Linked DNA regions of Mus musculus: regions 2, 3, 4, 5, 6 and 7 are each linked to region 1. The links are chromatin contacts, called in public Hi-C and promoter capture Hi-C maps. All regions are on one chromosome and are shown on one strand. Each heading gives the region's core, a stretch centred on a gene start, on an enhancer-like site or on the middle of the called end of the contact. The rest is flanking DNA. Distances are from core to core; before and after follow the strand shown. Region 1 holds the start of Cks2 (CDC28 protein kinase regulatory subunit 2). Region 2 holds the start of Faf2 (Fas associated factor family member 2). Region 3 holds the start of 4833439L19Rik (RIKEN cDNA 4833439L19 gene). Region 4 holds the start of Phf2 (PHD finger protein 2). Region 5 holds the start of Fam120aos (family with sequence similarity 120A, opposite strand). Region 6 holds the start of Wnk2 (WNK lysine deficient protein kinase 2). Region 7 overlaps Ninj1 (ninjurin 1).

Region 1 (4,308 bases), core at 838-3,337:
GAGGCTGCACTTCATATGGGGTCATTTATAATGTACATGATTTTATTTGTATATTACTACTGATCATGTACCAGGAAAACTATTCTCAGAACCCAGTTTTTGTTGGAATACAAAAAGTGCAATATATGACTCAAGTGCAAAGAAATCCTCCATTTTATTTCTGTAAGGACAGGCTGGGCCTGATGACACACAGGTCCCTCCCCGGACTAGTAAGGCAGATGCAGCTAGAGCTGTCTACATGGAGTTCCAGGACACCCTGGGTTATGGAGACTCCCTCAAAAATGCCCAAAAGGACTCCCATGATATTTGAGGAGCAGTCTACTCTGTTCCTAGTAATCACCCCTTCACAAAATCACTAAGTTTTGAACTTTATCCAACACACATAGTTCTACTATAAACAAAACACCCTAGACTCACACCTCTGTGTCATATCACCAGTACACAGTCCCTGTCAAGAGCACCTCTCTAATTCTTTTGTAAAGGTTGGTCAGTTAAGCTCAAGCTAGTGTGGCAACACACCCACCATCTCAGCAACTGCTAAGGCAGAACAGCAAGCTTAAACACTTCATGTTTCAAAATAAAACACTTTTTTTGACCTCTGGATTCCAGTGGGTAATAAACTAGCTCCTACTTTATATTGGAGTAAAATACTTAAGACAGACCAGCAGTTGCTCCCCAAAACACGCACAACTTATATACTCCAAGTTTAGAAACTAAAACTATCTCACTTTGACAACTAAAGAAATGTATATAAACCCATATGCTAAACATTTCCATCCAAATAATTATTTGCCTAATTTAGAAAGACAGTACAATTACTTTCGGTCATTTTTGGATATTTCCAAACCAAGTTCTGAGTTACTATAACGACCAAATATTAAGCCAATTATCACATGGTTACCATTGTGAAGTTTGTAATTACTATGTAAAGACTGTTATGTATTTAAATTTTTTAGTAAGGGGGAAAAAAAAAACCCATGAGACTTCCCTACTTAAGAACATTCAAGTTTATAGCATTAGTGCATCGTCAAACAGCCTGGAAAAAGTTTTCTGGCTGTGAAGACTTCTACACTAGCGGACTGAGAGAATGGGGGGTGGGGCGGTGAAGCCACTCTTTTAAAAAGTGTCTCATCCCTCAAACAGCATTCTGGACACTAACCTAAAAGGGCAGCAAACAGAAAACAAGGTCACTATTTGCCCAAGGGAGGAACAGGTTTTACCCACCTGGAGTCCTTGACTGTGTCCCAGAATGCAACGCTCTAATCCCAACCCAGAAGAACCCAGCGACGGAAAGGCCTTTGAAACCACACCCCAAGTCATAAGGGATACAATAAAGTTAACTACAATCCTCCCTTACTTTCCACAATCCCATTTGCTAATTATATTAACGTAGGTACTACCTTCCTGCGCATCTCAGGATTTAAAACTCAAAACTTCCTCAAAAGCCCCAAACGTGGCCAATATGGACTAGCAGTTGAAGGTAACGTAGCCACCACCACCCCAATCCTTCCGAAGGCAATCTCGAGTTTTCAATTTGATCTTGAAGCCCTTTAACAACGCCCCGTGTTACAGCGTCTGGAGCCGTTACCCATCAGACACTCGATAATGCCCGTCGGGTGCGTTTCCGGGGACTTCCCCTCCCGGCCAGTCCGGGCCAGTGCGGTTTGCGGTCGTGAACTCCCAGACTAGGCGCTGCCCACCCATCTAACGACTCCCCATCTCCTGCGATCCCCGCAACACTACACAAAGCAAGGCTGCCCGGACGGACGGAGGCCTCTAAGGGGGTCCGAGTCCCGACCACCAGGTCTGACCTCCCAGCGCGGCCCTCCTCCGCAGGCGCTCCTCACCGGTACTCGTAGTGCTCATCGAAGTACTTGTCTGAGTAGTAGATCTGCTTGTGGGCCATCCTGCCGGCGCGCAGAGGAGTAAGCGGGATCAGGAAACCGGGCGCAAGGGGCTCTACGTCCGCCTAGGGCCGACGCAACGACTCGAATGAGGCCAACGACCGCAGGCCCAACGCTCTGGATTTGAATCCGACAGCCCTCCGCCGATTGGGCGAAGCCACCAACCAATCACGCTCCGCGCAGACCTCGAGGACAGGTAACCAATCAGAAGCCTGTTGCAAGATTGCGAGGGCGGGAGTAAGGATTGGCTAACGATTCAGCGAGGAGCGCCCGGCGACCCCAAGAGATATTGAGAAGGGCGGAGCCGAGTCGTTAAGTGCCTCGCAGCGCGTGCGCAGTGGTTTAGAACGTGCCTGGGGGCAGAACCGTTGGGTGGTGGGCGGACACGAGATGAGGTATCCGGGGCTCTGGGGGCCGGAGCGGCACGAGACGCCTGGGGGGCGGTCTCTGTGGTCAGGGAAGTCCAGCTGCGGAGCGTTCCAGAGGGTAAGGTGCCCTCCGCTGCCCCTGATGGCAACGCTAATTACGCTTGGCTGCGAGCTAGTCCCATCTTAAAAAGATGTGCTCATGTAAAAGGAAGTTGAAAGGGTGTTAAGTCGTGGTTTCGTGCAGCAAGTTACATATAACAACCATTTTCTACAATGAGCAGGTGTCATTTTTCTTTTAATATTTTTGCGATTTGTTGCAGTGGATGAATTGCTCTGGTGTGGCTGTTAGGATAACAAAGTAACCCACGGCAGCTGGGCGTACTGGCCCACACCTTTAATCCCTGTACTCCAATGCCAGGTCAACACCCCTCCCTCCTCCTTTTTTTTTTTTAGTTTGGTTTGGTTTTTGTTTTTTCGGAGACTGGCTTTTCCTGTGTAGCTCTGGCTGTCCTGGAACTCACTCTGTAAACCAGGCTGGCCTCGAACTCAGAAATCCATTTGCCTCTGCCTCCCAAATGCTGGGATTAAAGGCGTGCGCCACCACCGCCCGGCTGTTTTTTGTTTTGTTTTGTTTTGTTTTGTTTTTGAGACAGAGTTTCTCTGTGTAGCCCTGGCTATCCTGGAACTCGCTCTGTACACCAAGCTGGCCTCAAACTCAGCGATCCTCCTGCCCCTGCCTCCCCAGTGCTGGGATTAAAAGTGGATGCCCCATCACCGTCCAGCTTCAGCCTAATATCTTTAACAGATGGTAGGATAGCAAAGTGTGATCCTGTCTAAAATAATAAAAACGGAAGTCAGCATGTAACTACAATTTTATTTTTTTATAGAGTTGGGTAATCAGGTGCCTGCAATCTTTTAACGACAGGTTTCCCGACTTCACTTGGCCCTCAGTTAAAGAGAACACAAGATCGTCTGACTTCTTGCACAACTTTAAAGTTATTTTTAGCACTAAAATAATAAAGGTGCTAATTGCCTACCGATATTATCACGTGAGACAACAGGTGGGATTAAAATTTCAACATGTAAATAGGAGGATGTAAGCATACACTCTATAACACAAATAATATGGAGGTATGAGTTCTGTTCTGAAAGATCTTTAATTACTATCTAAGCAGTGGTTCTCAACCTTCCTGATGCTGCAGCCCTTTGATGCAAGTGGTGATCCTTAACTTTATAATATTTTGTTGCTACTTCATAACTATAATTTTGCCACTGTTATGAATTGTAAATCTCTGATACTCAGCTCCCATGGGAGTCTAGTAGATTGAGAACAGCTGATCTAGAGAAAGTGCCCTGCTTTCCAAGTCTCCACTGATAGGGAATCCTTTAGATCTCCTGCTCACCAGAACGGACATTGGCTTACACATTGTTTCCCTGCACTATTTATTCTCCATGCAGTGAATGTAGAGAGCATACTTACTTTGTTTATTATCCATGTCTAGAGCACAGTAGAGTCCCTGTGCATGGTGGATACTCAATAATGAGGTTCTTAAAAAATATACCAGCCAGCCGTGGTGGCGCGAGTCTTTAATCCCAGCACTTGGGAGGCAGAGGCTTGAGTTTGAGACCAGCCTGGTCTACAGAGTGAGTTCCAGGACAGCCAGGGCTACACAGAGAAACCCTGTCTCAAAAAACCAAAAAAAAAAAAAAAAAAAAAAAAAGAAGAAGAAGAAGAAGTAGTCGTCGTCTCTATTCCTAGATAAATAATCTGGGAAAGGAAAAGGAAATCTTTATAGCAGATGTATTTTGAAAGACAGTTGCCAGGCATGTTGGCTCACTCTCTTATCCCATAGGTCAGGAGGCTAAGACAAAAGGATTGCTAAGAGTTCAAGGTCTCTCTGGGTTACATAGTACCAGTCAGCTAAAGTTAACAAAGTGAGATTGTGTTCTCAAGAAACAAATGAGAGGCTGGGCAGTGGTGGCCCACGCCTTTAATCCCAGCACTTGGGATTAAAGTAAGTAAGTAAGTAAGTACT
Region 2 (4,308 bases), core at 653-3,152, 3.0 Mb before region 1:
CAGTTTACCCTCATTTCACAGGTGGCTTAACACTAAGAGCTACAAAGTATAGTCTGCCCAATAAAACCCTGAAAGAAACGCTCTACAAAGCAGTGAAAGCTGTCTGTTTATTCATTCTTTAATGCTAATCTGGTGTCATCAATTTCTCTATGCTAAGCCTACATGAGCAATTTACCACTCAGACACATCCACCACATCGATTAAACATGCATGCGCACACACACAAACATCTCAGCGGTAACACCCGACTCTTAAGACGGTACAGCAGAGGCACTAGAAGCCCAGGGAAGGCCCTGGGAAGGCCATGCTTTAAATGGACACCACCAATTTAATAGCTGAGTAACCTAAGTAAGCCGTTCCCTTTTTGTTTGGAAAAGGCTGGCCTCAAACTCAGCAAAACTGAGATTATAGTCTCAGGCCACACCCACTGATGCTACTTCTTACAATTCATAGCCATCTGTAAGACAGGGCCTGTTACAGTATGGACCCTTTAGGGCTGTGCATTCAAAAAGCTAACATGCTTTAGTCAAGTTCTCACGACATCACAAATATTTAGTGGGCGGTGTCTGGCATTAAGGCTTAGCATAAAAAGTGCTAAAAAAAATCAATATTTAGCACATTTCCTATTAGAAAATGAGTTCTATTGACTTCAATTTATCTGGAAAATGATTATTAATAGTAACAACTGTTTAGGCACATTTTACAGTTTACAAAGTTGTCTTCTTCTTCTTTTTTTTTTTTTGTTTTTTTTTTTTTTGTTTTTTGTTTTTTCGAGACAGGGTTTCTCTGTGTAGCCCTGGCTGTCCTGGAACTCACTCTGTAGACCAGGCTGGCCTCGAACTCAGAAATCCCCCTGCCTCTGCCTCCCGAGTACTGGGATTAAAGGCGTGCGCCACCACTGCCCGGCCCCAAAGTCTTCTAAATACCGTGTAACACCCATAAACTCAGTTTACCTCCTAAAACATCCGCAAGGGAATAGACATTTTGAAGTTATATGTAAGAACTAAGGATACGGCTAATGCCATGGTTACCACCACCCGGGTGGCATCCTCCCACCAGACCCTCCACCTGATTAAAGTGCTTAGAGCCTTTTTTTTTTTAAAACAAAACAAAACAAAACCAGAAACATCCACTTAATGGGGCGGGTCCTGCAGGTTGCCACCCTCCTCAAGCAGAGTCAGCCGTTCAGGAGCAAGCCGAAGGGCAACAAATCCAGTCAGAGGCCTTCGATGATACTTCATGTTACATTGTTTCCTCCAGAGGCGTCCTCCCACATTTCTAGGGCAGGTGCCAGGTCTGTGTGTGGGCGCTTCTTTTCCCCACTACAACCACCCAACACGAGCCCTAGGGACCACCGAGAGACCCCCAGCAAGCGTCGGTGAATAACATGGGATGGTGGTGGTCTGCGGTCCAGCCCTGCAAGCTGATGCCAACTCTGCGATTGGGGATCTGAGTTATCTCTAGCACATCCCCACCAATCGATGGGCGGAGAGGGTCTGGCGGGTTAATCAGGCCGGCAAGGATTGCAGACCAGCGACGCTACGGGAAATCAAGGCAGCTGACCCACTGTGGTCGAGCCCGGCTAGCAGAGGTGGCTGGAAGGCTGAGGACCCACAGAGGTTGGGCGCCGGGGAAATCCGGGCAGTTGGCGTCTGGGGGGGAGGGGGCCGCCTGCGGGTTTGAAACTGGTCCCAACCCCAACCTGAGGATGGTTTTGCGCTCCTCTAGGGTCCCACTCCCCATCCCGCGGCGGCCTGGGCTGCACCGAGAACTCGCTGCTACCTGAAACTGCAGCAGCTTCTCGGTCTGCTCCTGAGTTAGATCCTGCTCCTCAGGCGCCGCCATTTTGCCGCCGCCTCTACGCTCCTGACCCGTCCGCACCGTCACCCGCCGGAAGTGATCTCAGGTGTAACCACTTCCGGCCTGAACCGCCGCCGGGACTCAACTGCGTCTGCGCGCGCTAACTCGCGGGCACCCTCCCCGCCCCCTTCCGAATCTCGCCACCAGAGGGCGACGTTCGCGTGTCTAGGCCGAACAATTCAGGACCCTGCCGATCTATCTCCCAAAGATCTAAAATTGATGAAAAGATGACAGACCCCAGAGGGTCAGTGTACCTCCAGGAGCTCGAGAGAGTCCCGCAATTTGGCTGCTCCTTAACCGTTTTTTTAAATTATCTACGATATTCTTGAAGATTTCTCAGGAAACGATTGCTTTCACGAAATAGCGCCAGTTTGATACTTAATCCTTTCATAAAGTTGGTCTGCCTTATTAGGGGAAACAGTGGTGAGGCTTTGTTGTCTCTTGCTAGGAGTGTCTGTAACCAGGTTAATGGTGCTTCCCAGACACTCAGCTCTGTACCTCGTCCAACCTCATGCCCAGGCCACTCGCCCTTCATCCCTTTGACAGACCAAAGATAAGATAGTTGGTCTGAGTCAAGGAAACTTGACTTTAAGTGTGTATGATTCCTTGCATACGAAGGGTATCCTGGAGCAAGCCACCTAGACTCTGTTACTTTTGGTTGAACGCGATTGACTTAAAGCCTGCCCATTCCTCCTTTGCCTTTTCCTGGGCACACTGCGGTGGCCAAGACTTGAAGATCTTGAACTCAAGAGCAACCTGCACTACATAATGAGACCGTGTGTCAAAACGACAACAATCAAAGGAACAACACACACACACACACACACACACACACACACCCCGAGTGCATTTTATTCCTAACCTTTAGGCCCTTCTTAGCCTAATATTGTCCAATAAAAACGTGAGCCACACGAGCAATTTTTTAATAGCAGCCATACTAGGGAGAAGTGATGTTCTGCTGATGGGAAACTAAATTATTAGTTCATCCATTACAGAAATCAGAATAAAGACTCCCCTCACAATTAGTTAGAACTGTTATACAACCCAGCTACACCAGTTCTGGTGCACACTTCCAAGAGTCAAAGTCAGTTTACTATAGACATACCTGTAATTCACATACTTACTGATATGCACAATAAATCATAGACTCAGCCTAAGTGTCTACCAGTAGATGAGTGGACAAAAAAAAAAAAAAAAGTCTGTATATAGCAGGGCATGGCAGCACATACCTTTAATCCCAGTACTCAGTTGGTAGAGGCAGGTGGATCCCTGAGTTCCAGGTCAGCCTGGTCTACAAATCAAGTTCCAGAACAGCCAGGGCTACACAGGGGAAACCCAGTCTCAAAAACAAAACAAAATTCTAGCACTGGAGAGATGGCTCAGCAGTTAAGAGCATTGTCTATTCTTCCAGAGGACTTAAGTTCAGTTCCCAGCACCAACATGGCAGCTCGAAAAAGTCTAAAACTCCAGTTCCAGACATTCATAGGTGCAGGGAAAACAACAATGCACTTAAAATAAAAAAGTTTGCCAGGCGGTGGTGGCACACGCCTTTAATCCCAGCACTTGGGAGGCAGAAGCAGGCAGATTTCTTAGTTCGAGGCCAACCTGGTCTACAGAGTGAGTTCCAGGATAGCCAGGGGTGAGTTTAGAGGAGCTCTGAGGACAACTGGGGACAGTTAGTAATGAATGCAAATTGGTTCTAGGATCCAGGAGCTACGCAAACACTAAATGACTCTGTGATTTAAAGGACTCATTGCTCTTGCAGGGGACCTGGATTTCATTCCTGGCACCTGCATGGTGGATCACAATCATCTGGAGTTCCACCTTCAGGGGATCCGACACCACGTCTGGCCGCTGAGGCCCCCCAGACACACATGCGGTGCACAGACATACTCACAGGCAAATACTCATGTATCTAAAAAATAAAAAAGAATAAATCTATTAAAAGATAAAAAAATGCCTGGAGGTGGGGGGTACAAACTTTAACTCTGAGCACTCAGGAGGCAGAGGCAGGTGAATCGCTGAGTTTGAGGCCAGCCTGGGCTATGCAGTGAGTTCCAGGACAGCCAGGGCTAAACAAAGGAACCTGTCTCATAGGGAGAAGAAGGAGAAGGAGGAAGAGGAGGAGGAGGAGGAGGAGGAGGAGGAGGAAGAGAGGAGGAGGAGGAGGAGAAGAAGAAGGAGGAGGAGGAGGAGGAGAAGAAGAAGAAGAAGGAAGAAGAAGAAGAAGAAGAAGAAGAAGAAGAAGAAGAAAGAAAGAAAGAAAGAAAGAAAGAAATACATTAAAAATACACCAGGAAGGTCTATTTTTTAAAAAAAAGATTTTATGTATTTTATATATATGATGAGTACATGTAGCTATCTTCAGACACACCAGAAGAGGGTGTCAGATCCCATTACAGATGGTTGTAAGCCACCATGTGGTTGCTGGGAATTGAACTCAGGGCC
Region 3 (4,308 bases), core at 1,087-3,586, 2.9 Mb before region 1:
TTAGTGATCAAGGCTGGGAGGGCCCAGCCCATTGGGGGTGGTGCCATCCCTGGGCTGGTAGTTCTGGGTTCTGTAAAAAAGCAAACTGAGCAAGCCAGGGGAAGCAAGCCAGCAAGCACCCCTCCATGGCCTCTGCATCACCTCCTGCCTCCAGATTCCTGCCCTGTGTGAGTTCCTGTCCTGACTTCCTTTGGTGACGAACAGTAATGTGGATGTGTCAGCTGAATAAACCCTCTCCTCCCAACTTGCTTCTTGGTCATGATGTTTTGTGCAGGAATAGAAACCCTGACTAAGACAGCCATTATAAGGTCATGTCCAGCCGCACAGTAGCACCTGGAATCCTTCCTCATGGTAATGAGGTATCCCTAGCACCCTGGCCCTGGCCAATGATGTTCACTCACCCTGAAAGCCTCCATCCCCTCGAAGGTTTAAATAGCGTTTATTCCCTCCATTAAATGAGCTGCCTCACTGAAGCTCTCTCCTAAGAGTCCGTTCTCAATGTGCTCACTGCCACCTGAGGTCTCTTGCTCCTGGTTGTCCTGCCTCGGTTTCTCTCTCAGGATCTACCAGTTGCAATAGTAGCCAATCACATGTACTCACATACATAAAATAAATAAATAAATCTTAAAACAAGATATTTTCAAAATATTTCATTTGTTTTTAAAAAAAGACATTTTAACCTTATAAAAGATTTGTTTTTTAAATGTGTGTGTGTTTGTTTGTCTTTTTTTTTTTTAAAGAATTTATTTATTTCATGTATGTGAATACACTGTCACTGTCTTCAGACACAACAGAAGAGGGCATCAGATCCCATTACAGATGGTTGTGAGCCACCATGTGGTTGCTGGGAATTGAACTCAGGACCTCTAGGAACAGTAGTCAGTCCTTTTAACCACTGAGCCATCTCTCCAGCCCTGTGTTTGTTTTGCTTGCATAGATGTGTGCCTGTCTGTCATTCACATGCTGAGGCTGTAAAAGGGCATTGGACCCCTTGGATGAAGAGTGATAAGCAGCTGTGAGCTGTCCTATGGGTGCTGGAAATTGAATCTGGGTCCTTTGGAACGGCAGCCAGTGTTCTCCATTGAGGAGCCTTCACTTCCGTCCCCATGTTTAACCTTTTATGTGAGAATTGATCTGCACCCTTTCCTCCCAGGAGCAGTAAAGTAAAAACACTGGGAATACTTTTTCAAGTGTCACACTGCAAATCAAGTGTGTTATTCACAAATGAAGTATACAGCTTACAGAAGACATGAATTCCTGGCCCAGTCTTGGTCCTAACAGAATGCAAGCAAAGTCAAATGTATTCCCATCTTTTAACACCCTCCGATTCTTCCTGAGCGGACAGTGAACCTTGGACTTGGAGCAGAGTTGAGTGTGGGTGTTTTCAGCTTTCTCTCATGGAGCAGAGCAGGGAAGTGTTTTTGAGACCTCTGAGTGGCTACCTCTCCAGGTCCACTTTTCTCATAGTTATTATCCATTTCCGGGGAGGCGGATGCTCCTGTATTTAGTCCTGTACTAGTGTGGAGCCCGCCTGACTCCACTGCTAATTAAAGGGAGAAAGATTAACTATCAGATCCTCTCTGTGTGTGGGAGGTATGGTAGTGGTTCTTAACCTGTGGGTCACGACCCACGAAGGCGCCTACCTGGCTTCATGGTTCATTGAACTGTGCCCTTCCCCCCAGCCTTGAGCAGGCAGAATCAGACTTTGTTTCTGCCACAGTTGGCTAGCCCACCTAGGGTGGAGTCTTCCAATCTAGGTAAAGTCTATTGTGTGCCACATCTGCAGCTTCCTGCAAGAAGCCACCACCTGCTAACAGGCTGCCTGAGCTTGCTTTCCTGATAAAGCAATGAGAGTCTGGCAAAGTGGGGGATGGGTCTCCCCCCTTTAAATTCAAGTATGTGGGAATGGGAGACCGACTGCGGTGTCCTTGGGAGCCAGAAGAGGGCAGCAGACCCTGGGAGCTGTACTACAAGAGGTTGTGAGATACCAAACCTGGGTGCTGGGAACAAACCCAGGTCATCTGCAAGTGCAGTAATTACTGTTTTAACTGAACCATCTCCAGCCATCAATCTTCATTCTTTCCCCCCTTCTCATCCTCAGCCCCCACCACACTCCTTGATTCAGGCAATGCTCCTGCCTCAGCCTCCAAGTGCCACAATTCTGTAATCAAGTAAAAAGCGCAGAGGAAGTGCTGGAAACAGGTGACCTCCTTTCTGGGAACCCCGTGGAATTCCCTTTTAGAGTTCAACCTACAGGGAGGTGTTCCGGTGGTGGTGGGTACGGAGGCACGCTCAGATCTCGGACTACAACTCCCAGCATGCCCCGCGGATCTTCGAGTCAGGTCTCGCGCGACCTGCGACAGTCTCGGGGTGGTTTGGGGGTTCGGTTGCCGGCCGGCGACTGTCCTCCGTAGGGGAGCGTTCGTCGCGCTCTCACGATGGCTCTGCTCTGTTCAGCCCAGCAGCCTCTTGGGCCATCTGGAGCCTCGGAGCCTCTTTAGTGCGGGAAGTCGGGCCGCAGGCGGCGGGCGAGCAGGTAACCGACCGCGGCCTGGCGGAGCTGGGGGCAGCCTGAGTTCCGGGGCGCCGCGGCCTGGGGGGCCTGGAGGGGGGCTCTGTTCCACCCTAGCGGGGCTCGAGGGACACCAGAAAGACCCGCACAGTGAGCCTCGGAGCATCTGCTCGCTGCGAACCAGCCGGCTTCGCCTTGAGGGGTGGGACCGTGGGAAGGTCGGGATTGGCTTTACACATCTCAGAGGCTTTGTTTTGCACCTCCTGCGAGAGAGTCGTGGGCTTGGGGTCGCTAAGGGAGAGGGAAAGGGCGTGTGTCTGGCTTGCGGATGTCCCTAGGACCGCAGTGAACTTGAACAAAAATCTGGACCAATAATGCCTGCTGTGCAGCGCCGCGGGTTTGTTTTCAAGACAAGGGTTGTGTGAGAATGCGATGACTTTTAGTGATGCCGAGTTGGTCTTCTATGCTGGCATAGCTCATTTCTGCCAAGGGGAAAGGCTGCTATGTAATCCGGCTGGGGAGTGGTCGGATGTTCGGTGGACTTAGGGGCGCTGTACCAACCTTGCTTGTTTATTGTTACTTAGAGCCTCTGGATGGACCCTTCCTCAGAAGCTTCGCTAATTTGCAGAAGCTGGGCAATGCTCCTCATTAACATCTGTCTGTCTGCATAGTCCGGCGTCATTTCACTGTGGTAAGGTGTCTGTCTAAACTGAGGTTTGGCTTTCTCCTCTCGGGTGTTCAGAGGAGCCAGCCATAGGATACTGGCAAACTAGTGGACTTTATCCTTCCGGGGGTGTGTTTGTCACTCATTGGTTCTAGCGTGTGTATGTGTCAACCTTACTTACCAGCCATAAGTCTCTGCGTGTCTGTCAGAGCACTGGAATGACCCTCTGCTGTGCAACATAAGAAAATGCCCTATGTTATTTTTATTAGGTGGAAGGGACTCAGCTCCGAATTACGTATAGAAAAAAACACCTGGATCCCTGTCTTTCAATGGCTTCAAGACAACCAGAAGTGCCTGGTAAACTTAAGTTCTTATTGGTTAAGTCTGTACCCCCACCCACATCCCCCAGAGAGCTTATTTTCTCAGAATCCTTAGTACTGATCTTCTTTAGTATTAGGTCATCACCTTCTCAGCCGTGGTATACACCCTGACCTTGGCTTACAGCCTCTTGCCATAAGTGTCTTTTGTGAAGAGTAAACACTTTTTGTTTGTTTTTCCAGAGACAGGGTTTCTCCGTGTGGTTCTGGCTGTCCTGAAACTCTGTATTTAGACCAGGCTGTCCTTGAATTCACAGAGATCTTACCACCTCTACCTCCCAAGTGCTGTCTTTAAAGGCGAAATCATAAGTGAAGTTCAGAGTTGCTGCTAAATCTACATCTACTGTTTTTTTTTTTTTGAGACAGAGTCTCCCTTTGTAGACTTGGCTGTCCTGGAATTCACAGAGATCCTCCTGCCTCTGCCTCCTGAGTTCTGGGATTAAAATGCATGTACACTGCACCTGGCTCAAAAAAGTTTTTGGGCAGGCAGTGGTGGTGCACGACTTTATCCCAGCACTTAGGAGGCAGAGGCAGGTGGATTTCTGAGTTCCAGGACAGCCAGGGTTACACAGAGAAACCCTGTCTCGAAAAACCAAAAAAAAAAAAAAAAAAAGTAGATGCCAGCGGCTTTATTACTATTGTCTTTATGAAGCCATTGGACAAGGTGTTAGACACTGTTTGAAGTCGCTCCCCAGTTAGGCAGGTTAATGGAAGCTTCCTCCATGTACCCTAATACCATTTGTCTCTACCATCAC
Region 4 (4,308 bases), core at 1,168-3,667, 2.8 Mb after region 1:
TGTCACTGGAGTGCCTGGATACGAAGCTGATGTGGAGACCACATACCTGTGAGCCATTGCCCCTTATAGGGCCACAGGCTAGCCAATGGGCATGTGAGTGGTGGTGTGGGAACAGGTGTGGCTGCTGAGCTGGAGCTGAGCCCTGAGGAGCGAGGGGGGGGTGGGCAGGAAGCTCCAGTAGAGGGGGCCACCAGACCACACTGCCCCCCACCCCCACCCCCGCTCCGGAGCATCTCTACCTCTTGTTGCTAGCAGGAGCACCTTGTCCCCTCTCCTGGGTCATGTTCTCAGAGGATGACTCATCTGTTCATTCAGCCTTCTCATTCTTTCTCCCATCGCTGACTCAGATCTAAGTCCATCCCTGGTTCTTTCTACTCCAGGATGAACAGGAAAGCCGAGTGCTGGTGTACAGCTGTCAGCATAGAGTAGGTGCTCAATAAACATCTAAGGCTAGGAGGTGGGAGAAGGGATGGAGAAAACAAACAGAAGTTAGGGCCAGAGGCCTGGGGTAGGGTCTGTACTGCTGTATAGCTCAGCAGCTTCGGGAGGGCTCTGAGAATCAGGGTACCTGATCCCCAAGCACAGGGGCAGCTGTAGTGGGCACAGCTGGCTGCCAGAGAGAATGTCAGAAGATAAGGAGAGTAAATGGAGGCACCCAGTGGTCAGTACCCCACCAGAAGGAGAACAGGCTTTCTGGGGGAAAGGTGAGGTGAGAGGAACAGGTTCGGGACTTGGGCAGGGGTGTCCTCTTCCCTTGCTCCCTCTGCCCCCACCTTTGGTAGGCTACTTCCCTTCTGCATTTAACTGCTCTGAGCTTCAGTTTTCACTTCTGCTGAATGACAACTGCACCACCTCTTGGGGAGAGTGCCTTAGGTAACAGGGCAGTGCCTACCCCACCAGGACACATGCCTGGTGACAGGGACAGGGGATTAACAGCTGTTTCTTGCCTTGTAAGGGGAAGGACCATCCAGTACAGAGGAGACCCAAGGGGACAGCTGGAGTTCAGGCAGGTAGCTTGAAATGAATTCATTGTGTACAGGTTGACGGGGTAACCTGTCTGCGCCCCCCGCCCCAATTTCCTATCTCCCCTGCCACATGTGTGCCCTTAGGTTACACAGTGCTTGCCCTGGTTCGGATCCTGATTTGTGGCCCTGGGTTTACCTATTTGGGAAGGGTGGGGGTTGGTTGAGGGCAGATTCCATAACAGGCTATCCTCTGAGTTGCCAGCAATGGAGCTGATTGGCAGCCGCACTCTGGGCAGGGATAACTGGGACTCTGCCTTGTCAAGGTAAGCAGAGGTCTGAAACTCTGGAATGTATCTGCAGAGACTAGCATCTCCACGTATTGTGTGGGGACAGGCAAAGGGGAAGCAGATCTAGCAGACAGCTTTCTTCCTAAATATATGGCCCTGCTCATCAGGGTCGACCTGGGTAGGGGACAGAGAAGGACCCTCATTCATATCTCACCAACCAACCAAACAACCAACCAACCAACCAACAAAAAAGCTCTAAGCAGGACAGGTGAGACCAGGGAGCCAGTTCAGAGCAAGACTGCAGGGGCGAGAGCGACAACATAACCCCTTGTCTTCCCCAGCAGTCCTGTGGCTCAGTTGCGACTCACTGGACTGTCCTCCGCTCCTAAGGTCTGTGGGTCTATGGGTTGTAATAAGGGGTCCTGGGCGGCACCAATCCCAGGTAAGCTGTGTCCTACAACAAACAGTTCACTCTCGGGTCCCCTGACTTTTGCCGGAGCATCGGGAAAGTTCACCGGATCGTACGAGGAAGCAAGGCAGCCCCCAGCTAGAAAGAAGGGGAAGGGGAGGTTATTCAAAAGCCAGCAACTCAGTCGCAGTTCGGGATGGGAGGGAGGCTGCCGGGCCCAGGAAGAGGAGGAAGATCCCCCTGTCCATCCCACTTCGGGGTCAGAAGAAAGTTAAGGCCAAGGAGTTGCTTCTGGCTAAGGCAGGGCTGTGCGAACTGTGTTCACGTAGTCGGGGGCAGGGGGCTCCGCGGCTCGTCTCCCTGGGAGTCCCGGGGCCACCCTCTCCCGCGGGGTGCCCCCGAGCCCGGCTGCTGGCTCCCCCAGGCCCGCGGCCCACCTTCTACCGCGGCCCGCCTTCCCGGCGGCGGGAGCGGGGCCCAGGCCGGCGGGCGGAGGCGGCGCCACCCGGGGCGCTGACGTAGCGGCCGCTCGGCGGCCGGGGGTCCCTTCGGTGGGGCCGCGGCTCCCCGCCCGCCGCCCCCGCGCGTCCATTCGCTTTGTGTCCCGCGCGCGGCCGGGCCCCCCGCGCACTCTCAGCCCTGCGCCCCGCGGCCCGGCGGGCGGCTCCCGGCGCGGCCCCAGCAGCCCGCGCCGGCATTGTGTGGACGCGCCCGGCCGCGAGCGCGCGCGCGGGCCCTGCCGAGCGCCCCCGGCCCCGTCCGCTCCGGCCGCGGCGCCCGCGCCCGCCGCCCCCGCCGCCCTCGCCGCGCGGCCCCCGGCCCGGCCCGGCCCGACCCGGGCAGCGCAGCGGCGGGGCGAGCGGCGGCGCGGCAACATGGCGACGGTGCCCGTGTACTGCGTCTGCCGGCTGCCCTACGACGTTACCCGCTTTATGATCGAGTGCGATGCCTGCAAGGACTGGTTCCACGGCAGGTGAGCGCGCCGCGGCCCGCCCGGCCCACCGAGCCCCGCGCCCTGGTCGCGCGCCCCGGGCCCCGCCGGGCACCGCAGCCGCGTTCGGCCGCCGGGCCGCGCGCCCTTTTGTGCCCAGGGCGGGGGCGTACGGCCGCCGCGCACAAAGCGAGGCCCGTGGCCGGGGCGGGCGAGGGGCGCGGGGAAGTTGGGGCTCCGGCCGCGATGGGGCTGGGACCCGGTCGTCTGACAGCGGGGCCGCAGTGGCCGCGGAGGCCAGGAGCCGGACGAGGCCCAGGCCCGGGGCCCCCGCCGCCAGCCCCCTGCGAAGTTGCAGGAACTTTCCCCGCGCGGGCTCGGGGCGGCCGGGCCGGGAGAGGCGGGCGCGCGGCCCGGCGCGGGTCCCCCGAGAGGCGCGACTGGCGGGCTCCGGAGCTGGCAGGGCTCGGGTGGACCGGGGGAACGGTAGCGAGGTAGCGGCCAGTGCCCCCCGTCTGTGCTGGATCCCGGGAACCCCCTCGGGACTGTGTCCTGGCGGGCAGGACCCCACCGGGGACCCCGCGTGCCTACTGGCTCGGGCCGGCCTGCGGGCCTAGGCGGGAGTGCAGTGACAGACCGACGTGAGTGTCTGTGTGTTGGGGTGGGGGTGTTGTGGCTTGGCCGCTCATTTCCTGGCCTGCTCGGCTCCCCATTTCCCTCCTCTCTGCTTCAGGCAGAGGAACCCCAGTTTTGACATGACCTTATGCTCTTTAAGGAAGATGGGGAGGAGGGAAAGAGGTAAGCTTGGAGATACTAAACCCGCCCTCTGGGCCCTTGCCGGTGGCCATGACCTGGCCTTGTGTCTACTTTTTAAGAGCCTAAGTCCCTTCCTACTTAGAAGTAAGAGGAGGAGAAAGAGGTGATCATCCTGCTTAAACTGCTCCAACAGGTTCTCTTGTGTTTGACTTTGCCTGTGGGATGTGCTTGGGCCTCAAGAGGGCTGGCCTGAAGCTGGACAGGTCTGTCTGTCCCCTGGGTGTGAGTTTTTAACAGCGAGTAGCAGGCTGGAGGGAGAGAACGGTGTGTGGTTCTGGACCGTCCCTGACCTTCCTTCTAGAGAGAAGACCCTTCTGATATCTCACATCCAGGATCTTTAGGGAGTCTTGAAAAAGAGCTGTGGTCTCTGGTCTAGTCATCTTTAAGTGTTGGGAGCTAGGTGGCCAGGATTTGATGGGCCTTCTCACATCTGTAGGCCCTGGGACAGAGGCCCACTCTTGTAGGGCAACCTGGCTGGCCTTACGAGGGGTGGTCCTGTATGGCTCACTGGAATCCCTCGAGTATCTTGTGTTGCCTCCCCCAAATATCTAGGGTTGTGGAGAGCACTCAGAGTTGTGTGACCCCTGGGCTCTGCTCCAAAACAGGGCCACTATAAACAGCCACCAACTGGCATCCATCTCGAAGGGTTTGTGGCCAGATCACAGTGGGTGATAGCCCGGAGGCCTCTCCAAATCCAGAAACGCTGGGAATCTGGACTTGAGTAGCCCTGAGAGTGGTGGCACCCCTTCTTCCTGTCTCAATCCAAGACCTATAGCACCTCTGGTTACCTGTCAGCTGGGCTGCTGCCGAGGCAGAGAAGGGGGTGGGGGGGTGAGATAATGAGTCTTGATGCTGGAAGAGGTTTGTTGTTTATTGTTTGCTTTGGTTTTGGAGGTCTAG
Region 5 (4,308 bases), core at 829-3,328, 2.7 Mb after region 1:
GTCATGCAGTATTATTCATTTATTTTTCCCCTCAGTAGTGTGGTAATCACTTCATGAAAAGTTTCTCTAATACAGCCCTAAATGGAGAAAAAAAAGTCCCTAATCATATTGTATTCCCAAGCAGACTCTAAGATTTAGTATTTTTCAAATAGGATTTAGATATTTAGAAAATTTAAACATCACTCAACTCCTGAATTTTCTTTATAGCGTTGTTAGCCAAACAATTTCCCAATCATTAATAAGTTTGGAGGGCATACACAGTTAAACAGGGAAAGCAAGCATGATGAAATTTTGAGGGCTTTTATTATGAAAATGAATTTTAAAGTTCTCAAAATTCCAAAGCACAGTCTATACAATCACAGAGTACAGAAGTGACTACAAAAGCTGGCATTGCTAACATCTGTATAACAACCTGGGAGGCCACAGAAAGCCAAGGCTCTCTTAAGGAGAGTGATACTTTCTTTTAGAAGGATCACCATCCTACGGTCTTAAAATAAAATGTATGCTTAATTCCAAAATCATGGGTGCTAGCACAAAAGCTTTCTCCCCTCTCCCTTTTTAAAATAAATAAATAAAAGCAGTAATGTTTAAAAGAAATAAAAAACAGGCCAGGCAGTCAGGATGGCAAAGGGCTAGCCCAAGCAGGCCAGCAAACAAGAAACCACAACAAAAATAAACACAAACCTAAACAAGTGAATGAAATATATATGGAATGTAATCTTGTTAAGAAAATACAAGTGATTCATGTGCAATCTTGTATACTAGCTGTGAATTACATAAAACTTGATTATTTTGGGGGATGTTATTATTTAGTGAGGCTTTAAGTGTAATCTTAATTTCTAAATGACATGGAATTACTTACTCTGGGATTAAGTTTTCTACTCAGCTAGGCGGACTAGTGGCCTCATCACTAATTTTATACATAAGTGGCATAACGTATCGGGTTTAAAAAAATTAAGGAAAATCCATCAAGGCCCTAAGCGCATTTCATCTGTCTACATCACAGGAGCCTGTGTTTGAGATTGGTGGAAGAATGGGGTGTTATGATCACAGTTCATTGTATACACGCATGAAACTGTCAAAGAATAAAAATAGTCTTTAAAAGAAAAAAAAATTAAAAGAAACTATAGAATTCAGTTTGCCTATTCTCGAAGACTCTGATGGGGGGCTTTGAGTCTGCATGAACTTGGTGTTCTGTGCGATGGATGGGTCACTCCTGTGTCCAGTGCACCCCGCTCCAGCAGCGGCTTGTCTAGAAAAAGAACAGATGAAAAATTGAAGGTAAGCAAAAAAACAAAACAAAACAAACAAAAAAAACCGCTCCTTTTTCTTGGGGGAAGGGGGAGCGGGAGGCGGGTTTCATGTAGCCCAGGCTGGCTTCCAATTGGATGGAATGACCTTGAACTTCTCTGATCCTCTACTCTCCACTTCAGAATGCTGGGATTACGGCCTAAGCAACACGCGGGAATCGAACCCTGGGCGATCGAAGATCCCAGACAAGCACTGTGCCAACTGAGCTACGTGCCCAGGTCCCCAGCGGACAGCTTCTCCTTCAGAACGTTTGGTCCTGGCTCAGCATACGTACCGTCGGCGCCTGGGTTTAGCCGGACCCTCGCAGCCCGAGCCCCTGGAGGCAGCGCACGTCCGCTCGTCTCCGGAGGGCGGCGCACGCCGGGGAGGCTTGCCCCTCTCGGGGAGTCTCCTCAGCCGGGTCCCGACACCAGGCCGTGAAGCCGCCGTCCCGTCCCGGGAGCGACGCCATCTTGTCGCCGCCGTCCTCCTCCGCGGCTCGCGCTCCCGGGCTCCAGGCTCCCCCTAACCCCGCCGCGCGACACACGCGGCGGAGGAGGAGCGCTGGCTGCCGGCCACGCCTACCGGGCCCGCAGCCGCGAGCGGGGCGGAGCCAGCCTCGGAGGCCGCGGCCTCCGGGCGCGGCCTGCACGGGCCCAGGCGCCTCCCCGAACCCGCCCGGCTGCGGCCCCCTAAAGGGCCCGACAAGCCGAGTAGCGCTCCGCCTTCTCCGCCCCGCCGCCGCCGCCCCGGGAGCCCGGCCGCGGCCCCGGCGCCGCCTCTTCCGCCTCCCGCGTCCGCGCGGGCGGGCCCGACGTCAGCGCCGCCCCGCCCGGCCCAGCTTCGGCCTCGGCCTCGCAGAGCGCGGCGGCGGCGCAGGTCCCTCCCCAGACATGGCCCTGGGAGGCGGCAGCACATGGCGGCCGCGGCGGCCGTGAGCGCGCCCCCGGCCAGCCCCAGCCAGCCCTGAGGCTGCCCGCGCCCGCCGGCCGCGCCACGGCCCTGCCGCCCCCAGCCCCGCCGCCGCCGGCCCCGCCGCCGCCCGCGCGCGCGCGCCCCGCCGCCGCCGCCATGGGCGTGCAGGGCTTCCAGGACTACATCGAGAAGCACTGTCCGAGCGCCGTGGTGCCGGTGGAGCTGCAGAAGCTGGCCCGGGGCAGCCTGGTGGGCGGCGGGCGGCAGCGGCCCCCGCAGACCCCGCTGCGCCTGCTGGTGGATGCCGACAACTGCCTGCATCGCCTGTACGGTGGCTTCTACACCGACTGGGTGAGCGGCGGCCAGTGGAACCACATGCTCGGCTACCTGGCGGCTCTGGCCAAGGCCTGCTTCGGAGGCAACATCGAGCTCTTCGTCTTCTTCAATGGCGCGCTCGAGAAGGCCCGGCTGCACGAGTGGGTCAAGCGGCAGGGCAACGAGCGCCAGACAGCGCAGCAGATCGTCAGCCATGTCCAGAACAAGGGCACGCCACCGCCCAAGGTCTGGTTCCTGCCTCCGGTCTGTATGGCCCACTGCATCCGCCTGGCGCTCATCCGCTTCCACGTCAAGGTGCGGCTGCAGCCGGTTCGCCGGGGTCTCCCAGGGCTGGGGCTGGGGTCTCTTTGGGCCTGAGTCAGGATCGGGCCTGGTGCCCTTTGGACCGATTCCCTTCGGGTTTGGGTCAGGGTTGGGGTCTGGGGTCACTTGGACAGGAGTCACAGTTGGGCTACAGGCCTCTTCGCGCTTCGGGCTGGGCCTGGGATTGCTTGGGTAGCGATCAGAGTTGAGTCTGAGGTTCCTTGGCCCAGGGGTTTGGGGCTTGGCCTAGGGTCTTTTTGGGCTTGGATTTGGGTTGGACTTGGGAGGTCTCTTAGGTCACTGTCAGCGCTGAACTAGTTCCGGGAAGCCCAGCCTAGCCCAGAGTGAGTCCTGGGTGCCCCTGCCCGTGGAAGGCCTCAGCAGGCTTCAGTGTCTCTCAGGGCCCCTCTCGGGACATAGCGTGTCACCATGCCCAGGCTTGATGCAAGCTAGGCAGAGGGGCCCTAGAGCAAGATGGATGCCCGGGCCTTTAGGCCTGGTGTGGTTGAAGTCTACCCACCACATTCCTCCCTACTCTCTGGCCTCTGTGGGCCCATAGACTTGTTCATATGACACTTGAGGCTGGTGGATAGACCCTCACCCAAAGTGGGATCGGTGGTGTCGTCTCCCACATCCTCAGTCTTTCTCCTCCCCTGAGAGGCCGACAGGCTACCCACTGGCCTTATCCTTAAGCATATACCCATCTGTCGAAATTAACCCACTCTTTCCCAGCAACAGGTTTATCTTGGAAGTCTGGAGAATAAATAATGAGAGTATATTGCCAGGACCTTAGGCACAGGAAGCTGAAAACAGAGCCTCCAAAGCTGTGGGAGAGGAAGGAACCTTGTTATAAACCAGGGCTGATCTCTTAATTCTCAAGGCAGATGCCCTGCTCTTCTACCTTTGAAAATGAGATGTTTGGAGAAATTGTCTATGGTAACGTTTTGGTTTTAGATTTCATGGTACTGTGAATTTGATGAGATGGGCTCTTGTCAGTTCTCTGAGTTTTAAAGTGGTTCAGTTCTGTATGTCTACTATGAAGGTAGCAATTAGGACCAGGAAGAAGAATTTGGGGGTCGTTTGGCATAGGCAGGAGCTTGTGAGAGCTGTTTTTCTGCTGCACAGGAAGTGTTGAGTGACCTTCACTAGCCCTGATTGGTGGGTAAGGAGGGAGAGCTCCACATGTTAGCCCTCTGCTGTCCCGTTGGCAGAAGGTTCTGCAGCCAGAATTGGGCCAGAGAACTTAAGGGCTCCGAGGTTGATTGAGAGCCGAGCACCTAACTGATCCTCAACTTTGAATAGCTTTGCATTTTCATGATTTTTTTTTTAAACACTTCTTTGGGGAGGGGTGAGGCTGTTTGAGTTTTTAAGACTTGCTACTGTCTTCCAACTTGCTCTTTTCTTTGGAAACTGAGCTTGAGTTACAACTTTTAGCATGTCTCCCTCTTCCTGACCATCCCTGCT
Region 6 (4,308 bases), core at 1,331-3,830, 2.5 Mb after region 1:
AAGCTGAGACCTGTGCCTGACAGCAGTACCTGGGGGTTGGTGAGGCTTTCCCCTGGCAATACTGACACCTCTTTTTAATTAAGGCCTTGTGGGCTCTGGCATTAGCCAGCAGGACCGGCCTGTCCTCCTATCTGCCTTCCTTTCCTCGATGTCTGTTGAGCACTTACTGTGTGCTGAGATAGTAGGACATGACTGCTGTACCCATCCATAGGTGAGCCAATTGCATGTCCTCTGCATGGAGCAGATGTCCCTTCAGGTGTCTGACCTTGGTGAGTCTTGTCACCTGAAGGGCTGAGGAGGCTAAGATGAGAACTGCAGAGAGGAGTCACTATCCTCCTTTTTTTGGATCTTGAGCAACCACTAAAGGTGGAATGCTGCCTGGATTCACCCTCTGCATCCTCATCTCCAAGTGGAGGTTAACCTTGGATACAGTTCTCTTGAGCATCAGAAGAGGATGCTGCATCTAGGCCCTTGGGTTGTTGCTTTTGCAGAGTATCCTCCCACAGCCTTGGCTTGCGAGCCTTAGGAAATCTAGCCATGCAGTGGGAAGTGTTTAGGATCAGGGTGACAGACTCAGAGATGTCCGGGGACCTGAAGAAGGGTACAGAGTGGGTCCCTGGCTGCTAAATTCTATACCAAGGAGTCCTTGTTTCCATCTGTTGGAATTCCAAGGGCCTGTTAGTGATACTAGTCTGAGATTCCTTGCAAAGAGATCAATGGCCTTATCCGGTAGTTTCATAGCTGTGGACTCCAAGGGCTGGCATAGGGAGCGAGTTCACCATAGGTTATGCAAGTGGGGCTGTGGGAAAACACACCCAGGGAGTTAGTTACAAAGAACATGGTGCCCAGTCAGACACAGGCTCTCCGAGATCTGTCTCAGCCTGGACTGTGCCCAGTTTTGTGGGTAGGGTCATAATTCTTCACAAACATGTGTGAATGTGTGTGGGCAATAGCTGTAGGTATGGCTGAGGTCTCACTGGGTAGCCCAGGCTGGCCTCTGCCTCCTGAGTGATAGGGTTATAGGTATGCACCACCACACTTCGATTAGGTGTTGTAAGTGACTGGCTGCTTTCATCACTAGTCACTCAGCAGGTATATGCCACAGGCTGTCACTGTGTCCTGTTGGGAGACAGTCAGACTAGCATGCTGAGACTCTTCTGTCATGATTTCTCTTACACAGGCCCTGCCTATTATAGCTTCCATATACGTGCCAGGACCCAGAGGGCCTTTGCTGGATAAACCCTGTCCAAGAGAAATTACATTCTACAGGCTCAGGTTAGGAGAGGCAATACTGGGTGGGGTCTTTAGCCTCCTTAGTGAAGTTGTAATGGTCCTCACCCACATTCTGCCCCAGCTTGGGAGGTGCAGCTTGGATCCCCATCTCCAGAGACACTCAGACCCACAGAGCTGGCACCTGCGCTCTGCTTCTGGTTGAGTGGGCTTTACGTTCATGCCTGACTCCCAAGGTAGATGAGAAATGAGATAATATAAATTAACAGGCATCTGGCAAATGCCCAGTCCAGTGACAAGTACACAATTTAACCCCTGGGTCTCTGGGGTATATGTTGGAGTCCTAACTTCATGGCTCTCAGTTTTCATAACGTAAGTAGTCCCAGCATTCCCCCTTTAAGGAGACAGTGTGCTACCACCCAACTCAGCTAGGAAGTGACTTGAACATCAGCCTTTTAAAGTTACTTTTGACTGGTATCAGCATCCACTGACAGCCCCTAGCAGGGCCAGGGAAACCCTGTCACTGGGTAACAGCTCTGTCTGCATTTGCTTCCCTTTAATCGTGAAGGATGTGTTGCCTCTGTTGGCTTTTCTGTCTTATGAGTTGCTGGTGTCAAAGGCTCTAAGGCCAGCAGCCGCTGGCCATCGGTTCACATTTGTAACTTGCATCTTTGACAGGGTGCCATACCATCAGGATGAGCAAAGAGATCAGAACATGCTGGTAACTTCCTTTGCGCTGTTTTCTTCAGGTGAAGTGACCCCAATGATGTGCATCACAACTGGTGAGCCCAGGTGCAGGTGCCTGGCATGGGCTCAGAAATCAGGTCAGTCTTCTGTGACCCTTGCAGTCAGGTTCAGAGATGCCCGGGGCAAGGGCTTGTCTGGGGTAATTGAGTAGCTCAGGGGGTGGAGAGAGAAGCTCCTGAGGGGGTTGAGGGTGGGGAAAGATGGCAATCAATATGGTAAGTCAAGGGGTTTCTGGAAACCTTTTCCAGTTTCCATCTTGGGACCTCTGAGATTTAGGACAGAGAAATCCTTTCTATTTTTTTTTTTCATTTATTTTTGAGACGGTTCCTGGTTCCTTTATTGCCACGTGACCCAACTCCTGGATCAAGTATCCTCTGCCCCCCACAGCCCTCCCCCACCGGTGTTGGGATTATAGGCTTGGGCCACCACGCTACTGATCAGGGCAAAAGGACATCTGTCTTTGAGATCTGGATTTGCTTAATGGAAAAGAGGGACACAGCGCTTACTGGTACCAACGTCCGTGGATGATAGTGAGGTTTTCCCATATCCTGGCAGTACAGAAAGGCCCAGAAGACACTCCAATTTTGCAACCATACTTGGGCACCTAGGATATCCTGAGGTTGTCTGTTTTGTCTTGGCATAGGTTCCAGGATTTGGCTCTCTGGCTAAGTCACGTTGTCTGTGGCCTGCCACCTCCGGGGAAAATAGAGCCCCTCAAGGCCCCACAGTTCAGCGGACCACTTCCAAAGAGCTTCAGGGCCAGGCGCCGGCCTGGAACCCTTGCCGCAGGTGGAGGCCATGGGGAGCATCCCGCAGGTGGCGGCGCTCAGCCGCAGCCAGGTGGGCGTGTCAGGCCCCGCCCCGCGCTCCGGTCTTGGGGAGGGTGGGACGAACGGAAGCCCCGCCCTCCCCGCGCGCTAGTTCGGAGCCGGTGCGGGAGCGGAGGCGCGCGGAGCCGGCAGGAGCACGCGGGAGCGCGGCCCCGCAGCGGCCCGGCCCGAGGGAGCAGCATCGTAGGAGCAGAACGGCCTGGCGACCCCCGCTGCAGCCAGGACCCCGCCCCAGCGCGACGCGGCCCCGAGAGAGGACTCTGGCCCCGGAGCGCGGCCTCGCCCTCCTCGCTCGCCCGGGTCCCCGGGCTGCGGGCATGGACAGCGCCCGCTCGCCCTGTGAGTATCGAGCTCTCCCGTTCGCCGCCTTTGTGTGCGCGCCGCGCCGCCGCAGCCCCCTCCCCGCGCGCCCCGGGCCCGCGTCCTTTGTGGAGCCTGCTCCTGTCCGGTGCTTCCCTTTACCCCGGCCTCCCTGTCCCTTCCCCACCCGCTCGCGGGATAGCCTAGCGGGGTCGCTCCAGTACTGGCCTTGACCCCTTTCTCCAGCCTCCCGAGCCCTTCTGTAGCTCCTTTGAGCCCTCAGGGACACCTAGCAGGTCGTCCCTCCTGGAGTCCCTGGGACAGCTAGAGACAGGCCGTGTTCCCGGCTCGGAGCTGAGTGAAGCAGGGCATCCCCTTGCAATCCTCGCCTCGGGGTCCGGTCTGCAGCCCTCTCCCCGGAGCCCGCAGAGGACCGCCCGGCAGGTCACTTCTGCGGTGGGGCTGGGCAGGGCGCGGGCCCAGAGGCGGCGCTGTCTCATCCCGCGGCCCAGGCAGGTGCGGCGGGGCTGGCGCTCACGCAGGGTCCGTGTGTCCTTGGCCCGCAGAGATGGACGGCGATGGCGGCCGCCGAGACGCCCCCGGCGCGCTGATGGAAGCCGGGCGCGGCACGGGGTCGGCGGGCATGGCGGAGCCGCGGGCGAGGGCGGCGCGGCTCGGGCCCCAGCGCTTCCTGCGGCGCAGCGTGGTGGAGTCGGACCAGGAGGAGCCGCCGGGCCTGGAGGCGGCCGAGACGCCGAGCGCGCAGCCCCCACAGCCTCTGCAGCGCAGGGTGCTTCTACTCTGCAAGACGCGCCGGCTCATCGCGGAGCGCGCCCGGGGCCGCCCCGCCGCGCCCGCGCCCGCCGCGCCCGCTGCGCCTCCCGGCTCCCCGAGTGTCCCCTCGGACCCTGGCCCGGAGCGAGCGGGCACGCAGGAGCCCAGCCCAGATCCCACCACCGCCTCAGCCGCAGCCGCGCAGGTCCCCGACGGCGGCCCGAGGCAGGAAGAGGCGCCGGCCCCAACACAGGAGGACGCTGGAACCACCGAGGCAAAGCCGGAGCCCGGGCGCGCACGCAAGGATGAACCTGAAGAGGAGGAAGACGATGAGGACGACCTCAAGGCCGTGGCCACCTCTTTGGACGGCCGCTTCCTCAAGTTCGACATCGAGCTGGGCCGGGGCTCCTTCAAGACGGTCTACAAG
Region 7 (4,308 bases), core at 931-3,430, 2.5 Mb after region 1:
CGCTCAGTGCAACACCCCACACAGACAACACCTACAGCTTCAGCATCACCCTACAGGACGTTGGTCACCTTGTTTAGCTACAGCTACTCATGATTATGTGGTACCAAGAGCACACAGCAGGTGCTCAATAGATGTACCACCAACCTGCATGCAGTAGAACAGGATGTGTATCTCCTGGTTTCTCACAGTAATGAGATACAGTTCTGGGCTTCTTTAAGCGTAGGCACCCCTTCAGCTGCTGCCCCTCCTCATTTCCCACCTCTCTTACATGGCCATATATATATATTTCTCTACCCAAAAGGGTTTCCCCTTCCAGATACCCCCATGCTCCGAGGTTCTCCTTGGAGGCCCCTGCTTCCAGGCTACTGTCCTTGATTCCCCTGGTTGGACCTGGCCCTCTTCTGTCATGAGAGGTCACTTCTCTGGCTGGCCTGCTTCCTTCTAAGGTACCTTTAAATGGCTGGTTTCCTCTTCCCACCGAGACAGTCGGCTCTCTCAAGATGCCCTGGTCGGGCCCCTTCTCAGCTACCTAAGAAAATCTCACCGAACCTAGGCTTAGCCCATTGTCCACTGCTGCCCTGAGCCATCGAGCCCTGCACCGTAGCCTCCAGGGAGAGGGCACGGAGCTGAAAGAGGTGGCCAGGGCCTGCTGTTGGCAGCCAGCCACCTGGGGCCACCCTGAAAGATCCTGTTTCTAGACTCATGAAAGATGCAGGGAATGGATGTAGTGCTGTAGGGCTGTGGGGAAGGCGTCCACCTAACTCACATGAATATTTTCTGCAGGCCAGAAAGCCTAAAGCAGGTGCCACTGAACTGACAGTGTATCGCTAACATGAAACTGCTTCTGAAGTCATGTGTTCAAGAAGGCAGGCACAGGCGGGCTCTGCTACCCGAGCCTGAGTTAGGACAGACAAATCACCAGCTTTCAATAGACGCTGCCCTTTGAATAGCAAACTCACTGGGGTCAAAATTCTTACTCAGGAGCACATTCCGTGTGTGTGTGTGTGTGTGTGTGTGTGTGTGTGTATGGGTATGGACATTTGTATATAATTTCACGTGTATATGTAGTTGTATGTGTTGCAGAAGTTTACACGCGCATGGATGCACATGAGTACTGTGTGTGTATGCATGCCCATGTGTCACACAACACATACGTATAACACATAAGCACAGACAGATAAACAGGCCTACACATGCATGCATGCACACACAAACACAAAAAGTGGAACTTTTGTTAGCTCAGTTGCTGGAGCAGAGGTCTGCAATGGGTGAAATGAGACCACAAGGCTGAGCTTGCTGGCCGCTGGGCAGCAGGAAGAGTTTCTTTTGCTTCTGAACCACTTAAAGGCCTCCTGACCACAGGGTCACAAGGAACAGCAACATGAATGATCTACCGCATGCCCCTACCCTCACCCCCTGCTCTCAGAACTCTTAGTCACCAACGCCTGTGCCCCTGCTGGCCTCACTCAGGGAGCAAACTGAATCTCTCCATAAGCTCCTCCCAAAGCCATACAGCAAGCAGGGGCCAGGCTGCAATGTGAATTTACACTTTGGGGCTCAGAGCCCCGGTAGCGGAGACTCTGAAGGGACTGAGATCTCAGGGGGCTATCTGTCTTAGTTCAGGACAGCTAGTCTTAGCCTCAGTGTCTCGATAAGTCACAGAGCTTGTGGAATTAATACCCTGAGGTGACTCAGAGCCCTTGGGACCAACAGGGGCTACAACTCATCAGCCACCTGCTTACCTTTAGCCTGTAAGATGGTGATATGGGCCTCAGGCTGAGGGACAGGCCCAAAGGCAAAGCAGGCTGGCTATTAAATGGTGTTAAACTCTACCTCTCCACAGCCTGGCTCTGTGTCCCCACATGCTTGCTGCCTGTCTCCCCTCCTTTGTATCTGGGGCTGCCCTCTGGGAAGCTTGTCTGAAACTGAATAATAGGATACATTACTCTACTAGGGATCAGTACACAGAGGCTGGGGGAGGGGGCATTGCAGGATACCTCCAGGGTCTGATCCTGAGCCATGCTGGTGACCGCCCCATAGGCCTCTCCTGGGATGCACAGTAGGATTGATCCAAGGGTGTCTGGGCCACTCAACCACAGATCAGGGAGCCCTGTGGGCCTAACTAGCTGCCTGATCATGCTAGGAAACTCTTCCAGGCTTGTGCCAGTGACCTGGGCAGATCAGGGAGAAAACACGCTGGTTAATATGTACCAGGGCAGGCGGGAGTTCCCTGAAATCTCAGCAGCAGCTGAGAACGGACTATTTTCCTCTAAAACCCAGGAAGGAACATCGTGGGTTAGTCAGCCCATACAGGGGGCTGCACTTATGAGGGCCTCGTCATGAGGCCTAGGGTCACCTGACTGCCCAGAGCATGAGAAGGGAGTGGGCACCTAAGGCTTAGTCACAGCACAGTGGGAATCTGTGCCCATCATCTTCAGCACAGAGCAGGGTGCCACCATTCCCAATCTGATCACACCAACGGCCATCGAGGTGACTGCTTATCAGGAAAAAGACAGGAGAACGCAGGGAACTTTGTAAGGCAGGGCTCAGCAGCTCACATCAAGTGGCAGGGTCAAAATGTTCCTTTACTCTCAGTGTCTGGCTCTCCCTGATAACTTTAGTCACTGAGCAATACCAGGACAGGAACAAAGACAAGGAAAGAAAGGCCAATCCAAGAACAGGTCTTCCATTAGCCAAAATGTTGTCCTAGGTGACCCAAAGGTCCAAGTCTAGATAAATCCTGGATGACCCAGCCTGGACTGTTCAGAGGCCCTGTCAAACACCAGTAGGCAGTAGGGGTTACCAAGGTATGGATGCAGTAGCTGCATACCCACCCCTAAGCTAGATCCAGCAGAAAGCCACCTGTGCCAGCCTTCAGTGCCCCAGCCCGCATTACCTATGCCCCGGGAGCCCAAGAAGCAAGACTGAAGTTTCTCCTGATTTCACACATATATTCCCGGCAGGAAACCCCAGTGAGACAGCAGGAAACACGGGAGGCGGGGTCCCCACAGCAGCTGGGCCACGGGCTGGGCAGACTCACTTCCTGTGGGTCAGAGCTGACCAGGAGTGACCTGGAGGCCCACTAGGGTGGCCTTTAGAACTTGGCTAAGATCCTGACTGCCCAGGATCTGCCAGGCAAGCAGAAGAGGGGAAAATAGGAAAGCTTTTCCTGGTAGCTGAGGCCAGTGTGCAGGACGTGCCATGACCTAGAGACCTGAGATATGGCCGTAGCTCCCTCAGCCTGCGTTCCCTGAGGAGCAAGAAAGCAGGGCAGGTGCCACAGGGTTATGGTCCAGTTCCATCCCAGCCACCTCCCTCTGGCTGTGTCTAACATGAAGCTGTCCCCAGCGTCGTGGTAGGAGTATGGCATTTCCACGTTTAACTGGTGTTTACTGTTTCTCAGGGGCCAGGTGACAGTGAGCTAACTCACCAAAACTGGATCAGGCTGTGAACACTAACAGGGCCTTTAGCTAACCGGCTCTGGGGAACCTAGCATCTGGAGGGGTGTGGGCAGAGCTTCCCCAGTGTTACACTTGACAGGAACCAACCAGGGTGGCTCTGCGGGGCCTCAACTACCTGGGAGGTAGTGGCACCCCTTTTTCCAGAGGGGAAACCGAGGCTCCCTTGGGTTCTCATCCTGGGGACAGTGTTGTCCTTCCCAAACTTCTATGGATGCCACCATGAGACCATGGAGAGTGTCTCCATAGCTAACGCCGCCACGTACTGCGCTCTGCCGCAAGCATTTCCTTTATGTCAGCCATATAGTTTTCACTTAGCAGAGGCACTTACTATGATGCCACTTCGTAGATGATAAACTGAGGCACAGAATGCTGACACGACACACCTTAGAAAGTTGGGAGGTAGGAGCCTGAGGTTGGGAAGGGGGACCAGGCATTGAGCAGGGCAGCCTTCAAAGTTAGCCACACCTCAGAGAAGCATCCTGTGTCCCCAGAGACTCTAGACAAAAATCTCCCTCCCACCCAACCCTGTACAGTCTCAGTAACGAGCCTCTGGTCTCCACTTGTACTGTTCCCCTGACCTCTTCCACTCACACCAAAGGGCCAGATCTGTCCCTCCCCTAAGCCAGTGCAAACACCTCCACCACACAGGGAGCCTTCTCTGACCTCTTTGCTCCCTACTAACCACTATGGCAGGCAGGCAGGCAGGCAGGCAGGCAGGCAGGCAGGAACCCTGCATACCCTTGAGAACCTAATTTAGTTGATTTCATTCTCCTAGTTGGCTCTTCAAAGAAATGGCGGGGGAGGGGGTGGAATATCTCTCTCCTTGTTCCCAGAGCCAAGACAGTGA

The links. Promoter capture Hi-C pulls out the DNA fragments that hold promoters and counts their contacts. Hi-C and Micro-C count contacts between places; a contact is called where the count stands out from the background.
Region 2: a promoter capture Hi-C map of erythroid cells shows a contact between it and region 1, with 8 times the contacts expected there. The contact joins the promoter of Faf2 here to the promoter of Cks2 in region 1. A contact is called at or near these places in 2 of 39 promoter capture datasets (erythroid cells and liver).
Region 3: a promoter capture Hi-C map of liver shows a contact between it and region 1, with 2.9 times the contacts expected there. The contact joins the promoter of 4833439L19Rik here to the promoter of Cks2 in region 1. A contact is called at or near these places in 2 of 39 promoter capture datasets (cranial neural crest and liver) and 1 of 115 datasets of contacts at active chromatin or transcription factors (astrocytes).
Region 4: a promoter capture Hi-C map of liver shows a contact between it and region 1, with 4 times the contacts expected there. The contact joins the promoter of Phf2 here to the promoter of Cks2 in region 1. A contact is called at or near these places in 3 of 39 promoter capture datasets (liver and pre-B cells).
Region 5: a Hi-C map of B cells shows a contact between it and region 1, with 5 read pairs. The contact joins the promoter of Fam120aos here to the promoter of Cks2 in region 1. A contact is called at or near these places in 1 of 39 promoter capture datasets (liver) and 1 of 484 Hi-C or Micro-C datasets (B cells).
Region 6: a contact with region 1 is called in a promoter capture Hi-C map of stem cell-derived epiblast-like cells, with 4 times the contacts expected there. The contact joins the promoter of Wnk2 here to the promoter of Cks2 in region 1. A contact is called at or near these places in 4 of 39 promoter capture datasets (hippocampal neurons, liver, pre-B cells and 1 more).
Region 7: a contact with region 1 is called in a promoter capture Hi-C map of liver, with 6 times the contacts expected there. The contact joins the enhancer-like site here to the promoter of Cks2 in region 1. A contact is called at or near these places in 5 of 39 promoter capture datasets (hippocampal neurons, liver, neutrophils and 1 more).

Annotation. Positions count from the first base shown.
Region 1 is chr13:51,643,011-51,647,318 of GRCm38.p6, reverse strand. Cks2 (CDC28 protein kinase regulatory subunit 2) reads right to left here and starts at 2,087. Exons shown (of 3, transcript NM_025415.3): 1 at 1,848-2,087. The coding sequence starts at 1,906. It overlaps Gm52049 (a long non-coding RNA gene), which reads right to left. Exons shown (of 3, transcript XR_003950639.1): 3 at 4,002-4,308.
Region 2 is chr13:54,619,378-54,623,685 of GRCm38.p6, reverse strand. Faf2 (Fas associated factor family member 2) reads right to left here and starts at 1,902. Exons shown (of 11, transcript NM_178397.3): 1 at 1,783-1,902. The coding sequence starts at 1,845.
Region 3 is chr13:54,563,410-54,567,717 of GRCm38.p6, reverse strand. 4833439L19Rik (RIKEN cDNA 4833439L19 gene) reads left to right here and starts at 2,336. Exons shown (of 9, transcript NM_133797.4): 1 at 2,336-2,536; 2 at 3,097-3,203; 3 at 3,446-3,533. The coding sequence starts at 3,506.
Region 4 is chr13:48,868,994-48,873,301 of GRCm38.p6, reverse strand. It overlaps Phf2 (PHD finger protein 2), which reads left to right and starts at 2,417. Exons shown (of 22, transcript NM_011078.3): 1 at 2,417-2,634. The coding sequence starts at 2,537. It overlaps Phf2os1 (a long non-coding RNA gene), which reads right to left and starts at 2,351. Exons shown (of 2, transcript XR_003950516.1): 1 at 2,099-2,351; 2 at 1-450.
Region 5 is chr13:48,965,882-48,970,189 of GRCm38.p6, reverse strand. It overlaps Fam120aos (family with sequence similarity 120A, opposite strand), which reads right to left and starts at 2,078. Exons shown (of 2, transcript NR_015601.1): 1 at 1,586-2,078; 2 at 285-1,252. It overlaps Fam120a (family with sequence similarity 120, member A), which reads left to right and starts at 2,130. Exons shown (of 18, transcript NM_001033268.3): 1 at 2,130-2,835. The coding sequence starts at 2,362.
Region 6 is chr13:49,146,600-49,150,907 of GRCm38.p6, reverse strand. Wnk2 (WNK lysine deficient protein kinase 2) reads left to right here and starts at 2,580. Exons shown (of 30, transcript NM_001290313.1): 1 at 2,580-3,146; 2 at 3,674-4,308. The coding sequence starts at 3,676.
Region 7 is chr13:49,188,948-49,193,255 of GRCm38.p6, reverse strand. The region is part of intron 1 of Ninj1 (ninjurin 1); the gene reads right to left. Among named protein-coding and RNA genes, the nearest start is that of Ninj1, 3.6 kb to the right of the region's middle. Within about 2 kb of position 2,180, at least 58 of the 459 cell types and tissues checked have an H3K27ac peak or open chromatin away from gene starts, as enhancers often do. A contact at or near this core is called in liver, where this site is marked.